Regions from separate parts of the Pan troglodytes genome. Here regions 1 and 2 are each linked to region 3. Evidence: chromatin contacts called from public HiChIP or PLAC-seq data. All regions are on one chromosome and are shown on one strand. The core of a region is the stretch at or near the end of the contact, and the rest is flanking DNA. Distances in the headings are between cores, read along the strand shown.

What was found. HiChIP or PLAC-seq counts read pairs in DNA pulled down with a chosen protein or histone mark.
Region 1: an H3K4me3 HiChIP or PLAC-seq map of stem cell-derived excitatory neurons shows a contact between it and region 3, with 4 times the contacts expected there. The contact joins the promoter of NARS2 here to the promoter of NDUFC2 in region 3. A contact is called at or near these places in 1 of 7 Hi-C or Micro-C datasets (stem cell-derived neural progenitor cells) and 1 of 1 datasets of contacts at active chromatin or transcription factors (stem cell-derived excitatory neurons).
Region 2: a contact with region 3 is called in an H3K4me3 HiChIP or PLAC-seq map of stem cell-derived excitatory neurons, with 4 times the contacts expected there. The contact joins the promoter of GAB2 here to the promoter of NDUFC2 in region 3. A contact is called at or near these places in 1 of 7 Hi-C or Micro-C datasets (stem cell-derived neural progenitor cells) and 1 of 1 datasets of contacts at active chromatin or transcription factors (stem cell-derived excitatory neurons).

What each region holds. Positions count from the first base shown.
Region 1 is chr9:80,598,462-80,601,161 of NHGRI_mPanTro3-v2.0_pri, reverse strand. It overlaps NARS2 (asparaginyl-tRNA synthetase 2, mitochondrial), which reads left to right and starts at 1,281. Exons shown (of 14, transcript XM_522122.7): 1 at 1,281-1,816. The coding sequence starts at 1,676.
Region 2 is chr9:80,442,114-80,444,813 of NHGRI_mPanTro3-v2.0_pri, reverse strand. GAB2 (GRB2 associated binding protein 2) reads left to right here and starts at 1,357. Exons shown (of 10, transcript XM_001164121.8): 1 at 1,357-1,565. The coding sequence starts at 1,491.
Region 3 is chr9:80,104,272-80,106,971 of NHGRI_mPanTro3-v2.0_pri, reverse strand. NDUFC2 (NADH:ubiquinone oxidoreductase subunit C2) reads left to right here and starts at 1,390. Exons shown (of 3, transcript NM_001071781.1): 1 at 1,390-1,555. The coding sequence starts at 1,390.

The sequences.
Region 1 (2,700 bases), core at 32-2,531, 490 kb before region 3:
AAATATAAAATTGTGATACATGTATATATTATAATTTTATTATATTTTATCCAATATAATATTTGGATAAAATATCAAAAATAATTTTTTGGATAAATTTAAGAGGTAGCCTAATATATAAGGGTGACTTTTCAGTCCAAACAAATGCAGACAACTCATACATCTATGTGTGCACTTACTGGTTGATATTTCAGTAGTCTCTTTTCTTGCTTGTCTCCATCTCTAAAGCATGAGCTCCTTGATGGAACGGATCACCTTGGGACACTATGTAATACAGCATACTGCTTAAGTGCATAGAGCCAGCACTTCTGGGTTTAAATCTCACACTTAGGGAATGTGTATCCTTAAGTAGGTCATCTAGCCTTTCTGTGTGTAAGTTCTCTCATTTGTAAAATGGGTATAATAATAGTAGCAACTTTAAGTAAGGTAAAAGTGAGAGAGAGAGAGTGAGAGTGAGAGGGAGCGGGAGAGAGACAGCGAGGGCGAGCGCCGGTCTTGAACTCCTGGGCTGAAGCAATCCTCCTGCTTCTGCCTCCCTAAGAGTTGGGATTACAGGCGTGAGCCACCGCACTTGGCCAAACGTTTTACTTTTTAAATTAGATTAAAAACCTTTTAATGACTGTCATTGAGTTACAGAATTTTTTTTTTTAAATAAAACGTAGCCTAATATATAAAAGGGTCATTGTTTCCAGGTCAAACAAATGCAGATAGCTGTGTTGGAGGGCAGAGGGAAGAGGGAGACTTGGAGGATTCTGGCAGGAAACACTCGACTTTCCTCCAGTCTCTGCAACATCTTCCCACCGTCTTGCCTGCCATATGCAAGGTCCCTCCAGTTCCTTTTATTTACCTGTCAGAGGACTACTTTCTCCAGGAAGCCATCTCAGGCAAACTGATCACCCTTTTATGCAACTGTCTGTTTAGCTGTCTGATACCACACAACTGTGACTTGCGCAGAGGGGCTATGTCTGATATTTCTCTGCGGAGAACTCAGGAAAGGAAAGACTGATCTCTTCAAGCGAATCCTGTTAACAGCTAAGAGCCTCCTCTTACTTGGATCCCTATTGTTGACTGATGGAGACGGTTTCCCTCTCCATCAGTCACTCCTTGCCTCTCAGTTTCTCAGCCTCACCTGGAAAGTTTAGAAATGAAGACCCTCAGATGTGCTCCCACGTTCTTTCAGCAATAATCTCTACAACCTTAGGGCATTAGCTCCGCCCCGTCTCGGCTCCTGACCCCGCCCCCCTCCCGCACGCCTCCCTAAGCCTGGGTCACGAGTACGCATGCTCTCCCTTCTTCCCCGTAGCGTGATGACGTAAGCGGCGTTGGCGTGGTGTGGACGGAGTGGTTGCGCGTGTTGCGGCCCGGGGTCTGTTCGTAGGTTTACAATTGTCGCGGGCAGTGGGGCGCCCCAGCTGCCAACTGCACGTGGTTTCTTTCTGGCGTTTGCCTAGTGTCCTGTCCATTCCGCCCCGTTGGGAAGTGGGAAGCGGAGAGGTTCTGTGGGGATAGAGCTGGGAGTCCTGAAGGAGAAAGCGCGCAGCCGAGGGGCTCTGGAGTGCCTTAGAGCAGAGCTGCGGTCGCGGAAGGGGAGCAGCTGAGAAAGGAGGGCCGCTGCAGGCGGGTTTCGAACCGTGGGGTCTGGGCTGCTCCCGCGGAGGGCCTGGTCGGACGCGGGATGCTGGGGGTCCGCTGCCTGCTGCGGTCCGTGCGCTTCTGTTCCTCCGCCCCCTTCCCCAAGCACAAACCTTCAGCCAAACTGAGCGTGCGGGACGCTCTCGGGGCTCAGAACGCGAGTGGGGAGCGCATTAAGATCCAGGTTGGTGAATGGGAAGGGAGTGGGTTTTTTCCTGTAGGGACTTATATGGCACATCCACATCTAGCTTTTCTTTTACGGTCGGGTCAGACACAACCACCAGCAGGGAAAAGTTGGAAAGTGTAGGCGTCGCGGGTTTGCACTTTTCTGCTTTCCATTACTTTTCACAAAACTGTTCCGATGACTGTAAAGCGCTGGAACTTTGCTTTCATGATTCCAGGGTATTACCTGTAAACTTATTAATCATACCAAAAGTGTAAATGAACAAGCCCCCTTTCTCTATCTTTATCCCTTATAATGAATATCCAGGTTTATAAAGTGGTCGTCTTGACCTCCCTCCTTGAGAGCAGAAACCGTGTCTTACCTGCCTTTGTATTCACACATGGCTGACAGCAAATACTTGTTCAAACCATGCCTTTTAAACTTTTAGCCACCTCAGTGCCTATTGTGGGGGTCTGCATGTAATTTATTTTTAATGAATTCGGAGAAAGACTGGAATGTAGCAGTTTGAAAGAGCTCTGGAGTTAAGCTGCTTAGGTTTAAATCTCTGCATAGCGTTTATGCGTTCTACACCTTATTTTCCTCTTATGGAAAGAGATAATAATTGTCCCTGAGTCCTGAAAATTAAATGAGGTAATGGAAGTAAGATATTTAGAACAGTGGCTCATAGTCTTCAAATGTTAGCTGCTGTTGTTTCTCTTGCTGATTATATTATTTGCAGCAGCTCCACATAGAAGAGGTGCAGAATAAACAAGGTGTTTGACTGTTTCTTATTAGGTTGCTGAAGTACACTGATGTGGTTATTTATTTTTTGAGACAGGGTCTAGCTCTGTCACCCAGACTGGAGCGCAGTGGTGTGATCTCAGGTCACTACAACCTCCATCTCC
Region 2 (2,700 bases), core at 108-2,607, 340 kb before region 3:
CAGGGGACTGACCGCTAAAACTCCCAGGGTATCTAGAAGAGCTAAGTACGTGGTAGGGGATTCGCTTTTCCAAATTGAAGAGGGTGAACTTCCCCCAACCCAATCAAGATCTGTTGGACCAAATGATGTCCAACTGCTTGAAACAACTCAGCTGCACAGAGACAGAAATGAACAAAACAGCTTTAGTCTGAGGTTGTGTGGGGCAGTGCAAGATGCTGCTTCTCCAATTCATCTGTCCACACAGCACGGTTCCCCATTGAATAAACAGGTTACTATCCACTTATCAGAGAAGTTAGGGAGGACCTGCCTTTTAATGCTGCTTAGAGAGACACTTTGTGATGAGAAAAGAGCTCGTACAAAAGATTTTCTTTTTCTCCCCCCTCCCGCTGAAGTGCTGGGGTTGTGTGCTTCCACGTACATCTGGGATATCATTATATTTACAAACAGAGGTCTCAAAGCCTGTGTCAATGAGCGGGAACGTTGGGGAATTTGGACCCCAATTTCTTGTTCTTCTGCACTTGACCTTGCCTTCCAATTCATTATGAAATACATTGACTAGTTTTGCTTCTTCCATTCTACAAATCATGCGAATTTTCTATACTAAACTGTGTTTTCCCAGAGGCAGTGTAGGAGGGAGTCAGCTGGACTTGGTTTCCAGGCAATGAGAGGCTCCCAGGTCGATCCCATTAAGGCAATGCCCTCATTTTGAATAGCAGATGACCGGGACCCCTCCTCCCCCACACACCTGAATTGGAAAATTGGCTCGGCTTTGTACAAGCCCTTGCCCTTAGGCTGTCCATAAAATAGGAACAATACTGAAGACAATCCTGTAAGCTACAAAAGCAAAGGCTCCGGCGCGTAGTAGGTCCGTCTCCTCCTCCCGCCGAGGGACGCCAAAGTTAAGGAGCTTCTTGCTGGGAAGACGTCCCTCCTTTCAGCCGGAACCTGACCCGCAGAATGTATCGGAAACGTGAGCAGCCCTAGTATCCCTTCCCCGTCGACGCTCGGTGAAAAATCGATCGACGACCGAGGGCGCGCAGTCCCTTCCCCTCACACCCGCCAGCGCCAGGGGCGCGGTCGCCTCCCTGGCCTCCGCGCCCGCGGCTTGGGGCCTCAGGAGAAAGCGAGACTCCGGGGCGCGCCGGCGGCGGTGGCTTTCTGTATCCTCGCGGGTCCCTAGCCCCGCGTCCGCGTGCGCGGCGGCCTCGGGGGCGCGGCGGGAGCGGGCGTGGCGAGCGAGCCGGCCTTCCAGCTGCAGCTGCTCCCCCGGCGGCCGGGCGGAGAGTGCGGGTTGCGCGCGCTCGGGGCGGGGGAGCGGGCGCGCGCGAGGCTGCCGGGCGCGCGCCGCGCCGCCTAGTCCCCGCCGGGCCGCCCGCCCCGCCCGCCCCGCCCCTGGCCTCCCGCGAGCTGCGCACCGCCGGCCGCTGCCCCAGCTGCCCGAGCCCGCGCCCTCGTCCGCGCGACCCGGCGGCGGGCTCCAGGCCGGCAGCATGAGCGGCGGCGGCGACGTGGTGTGCACCGGCTGGCTGAGGAAATCGCCTCCCGAGAAGAAGTTGAGGCGCTATGTGAGTGCGGGCGCGGCCGCCCAGGGGCGGGCGGGGGGCGCTCCGGGGCCTGCGGAGGGGCGGGGGACTCCCGGAGGGGCGGCAGGCTGGGGAGCTCGGGCCCGGAGCCGCGGGGGGCCGGGGGCGAGGAGCGGCCGGGGGCGTGTGGGGCACCTGCACACCTGTCACAGGTGGGCCGCCGAGGGGCGGGGCGGGCGGCAGGTTGAGGCTGCGGCTCCTGCCCCGCCAGGCGGGCGCGGCGGCGGCGCCTCCCAAGCCGGTCTGCTCGTGAACTAAATATAGTGTCGAAGTTTGTATTGATGGCTTCTGGAGACCGAGAGAGTTGACTCTCGGGGCTGGGGCTCCGCGGCAGCCCCGAGCAGCTTCAGCCCGCAGGGTCGGGGAGAGGGCGGGAAAGGGGGGCGTAGGCTGTGGGGCCGCGCGGACGGCCCCACAAAGGGCGAGCGCCTCACGCCCTCTCCTTCCCTTTCTCCGCCTGCCCCTCCCGGCCGCCGGCCTCCCTCCGTCCGCGGCTGCATCACCGGCAGCGTCAGCGGCATGTGCAGCCCTTGTATTAAGTGACTCATTTGTTTGTCCCCCTTCTTTCCCTTTATTCCGTTCGTCTCTCACAGGCGCCTCCCCCGACCCCGGTGTGACACTGCAGTTTGGTCCCCGTGGCTGGCCCGGGTTTGGGACCGGGCAGCTCCCGGGTGTCTGGGGTCGGGAGAGATCGAAGCTCTCCGCGGCCAGGTGTTGCCAACCGACAGTGTTTACTGACATCGCTGGAACAGCCTTTTCCCTCTAGGTGGGGAACTGGCAGCCTGGGGGAGGTGGAACAGCGTGGCGCTGAGCCGTGGAGTTCTGGCTTTTTTTTTTTTTTTTTTTAACCCCTCTCCCCAGAGGATGCCTTGCCTGGTGAGGTCAAAGTACAAGATGGTGCCAGTTACTGAGATTTGGCCGAAATGGTCTTGGGGTAGTCGCGGGAGTTTGGAAGTGGGGGTAAGGTTGCTGGAAGGTTTCAAGGTCTCTCATCTGCTCCCTCTCCGTTTCCCATGAAATGCCCTTGTTTAACGGGCTGTGGTGCCGAACTCCGGGATCACTCCCACAGCCTGGAAGGGAGCCGTTGCCTCCAGCTGCAGTGCATCAAGGGAGCTCG
Region 3 (2,700 bases), core at 141-2,640:
TGTTATCTATTGTTAGCAGGGGAGGGGGTCACAAGGTACATGATGGGGAGATCATAAGACTTATTGTCCAGAAGAAGAATGTCACAAGGATGGTTGATCAGTTAAGGTAGGGCAGGGACCAGTCACAATGGTGGAATGGTGGAATGTTTGTTAATCAGTTAAGGCAGGAAGTGGCTGTTTTACTTCTTTTGTGGGTTTTTGGCTGCCCCAGACTTCTTGGCTCCTGCAGGCCATCTGGACGCATATGTGCAAGTCACAGGGGTTACAATGGTTGAGCTTCGGCTGAGAGGCCTGACAGCAGAGACTGGAAAATTGCTTAACAGAATTATAAATTCCTTCTTTCATTACTCAAACCTTTTTTTTTTTTCTTTTTGAGACGAAGTTTCGCTCTTGTTGACCAGGCTGGAATGCAATGGTGCGATCTCGGCTCACTGCAACCTCCGCCTCCCAGGTTCAAGCGATTCTCCTCCCTCAGCTTCCCGAGCAGCCGATTATGCTGCCTCAGCCTTCCCAGTAGCTGGGACTACAGGCACCCGCCACCACGCCCAGCTAATTTTTTGTATTTTTCGTAGAGATGGGATTTCACCATGTTGGCCAAGCTGGTCTTGAACTCCTGAAGTGATCCGCTCACTTCAGCCTCCCAAAGTGATGGGATTACAGGCGTGAGTGACGGCGCCTGGCCTCATTACTCAAACCTTTAGGGAACACCTCCTCACTCAGCCATGTGTAAGGACGTGAAGACCCAGAGGTGAAACATTTTAGGGTGCTGCCTCCGAATCTGAATTTCAACAATAGACTAAAACGATCCAGTCCTGGGCTTCTCTAAATTCTTTTGTTGCTGGCCAGACCTTAATTTTAGGCTTTGGAGGGTGTGTCTATGCGAATGAACGACTGAAAACTCAGAAAACGAAAACTAGCTTTTATGGAATTTCAATTAATTACGTTTATCAAAACTACGCATCATGCCCATTTGTGGGTATTGGATGAAAAGATAAATCTTTCCAGAAGGGGCAGGGGAGGGAGAGGCAATTCTGGTTGGGGAAGTTGGGAGAAAAGAAAATCAGTATCTCCTAGTCTTCGCCCAGTTTGGCTCGTTTGGGGTACTCCTCGACCCCGCGTTACCAGGCCCGTGAATCCCACTCCCACCAGAGAATTTGCGCGGGCGGACGAGCAAAGTGAAACTTAGTAGCCCGGAACTTCGCGTGCGGGGTTCCCGCAGCAACACGCACCGGGAAGCGTTTAGGCGCTGCACCGCGCTGCGCCGTGCCCGTGAGTCCGGCGCGCAGAGGAGGAGGAGAAAGCTGACCGCTTAGGCCCTGGTAGTGGTCGTCGCGGTTTTCCTTGTAGTTCGTGGTCTGAGACCAGGCCTCAAGTGGAAACGGCGTCACCATGATCGCACGGCGGAACCCAGAACCCTTACGGTTTCTGCCGGATGAGGCCCGGAGCCTGCCCCCGCCCAAGCTGACCGACCCGCGGCTCCTCTACATCGGCTTCTTGGGCTACTGCTCCGGCCTGATTGATAACCTGATCCGGCGGAGGCCGGTCGCGACGGCTGGTGAGTGCTGCGCGGCCGGGATCGGCTGGGAGGAGAGGGGGTCGTAGGGCTGCAGACTGGCCCGGCCGTAGGCCCCCCTGAGGTGCTCTGCTTTTCCGTGCCTTTTTGCCTAGCTGGCCCCATCTCGCCTTTCCGGGGAGTCCGCGCCCCATTAGCTCTTTAGAATCAAGCAGAGCCAGAGTGTCATTTGGCACTTGAAGAAACTGAGGTGCAGTGAAGCAGGAACTGAGTCTGTGAAGGACCCGAAACTACTCTCCTCAGTTCGTGTTGTGCTGTGTGCACAAATGAGCCATGACTCCATGCCATGCACTACTCACACTGTGGGCATTATTGATAGCATTTCGGCCTTAAAACACTTTTAGGGATGTATTATTCACAACGAGGAAACCGAGCCTAACAGATTAACAGCAGCTTGCCCAAGGTCATACGGCTATTAAGTAGCAGAGCTTGGTGTGTTTTTTTTTGTTTTTTTTTTTTTTTTTTTTTTTTTTTTTTTTTTTTTTGACCTCTGAATGGATATTGGACACCAGTGCTTCTCAAACTTAATGTGCATACGAATAGCATAGGTGTCTTGTTAAAATTCGGATTCTGGGCTGCGCGAGGTGGCTCACACCTGTAATCCCAGCGCCTTGGGAGGCCGTGGCGGGCGGATCGCCTGAGCTCAGGAATTCAATACCAGTACGGGCAACAGGGCGAAAACCCGTCCCTACAAAAAAATACAAAAGTTAGCCGGGCGTGGTGGTGCACGCCTGTGGTCCCACGCAGAGGGAGGCTGAGGCAGGAGGGTCGTTTGAGCCTGGAAGGCAGAGGTTGCAGTAAGCCGAGATTGCACCATTGCACTCCAACCTGGGCAACAAAGTGAGACCCTGTCTCAAAAAAAAAAAAAAAAAAAAAAAAAAAAAAAAAAAAAAAGCGGATCCTGATTCATGAGGTCTGGGGAGGAACTGGATGTTAACAACAAGCGCTCAAACACTGCTGCTGCTGGTCTGAGGACCACGGTTTGAATAGGAGGCTCTAAACCAGTGTGCTGTACTTCCCAGTAGTATGTCACTGGCCTCCTATCAGAGACACTGACTATTCTGATAATAACCACCACAGTAGCTTTGCTAAGCTCTATGGATTTCCAGAGGGAAAAGAGGAGAGGA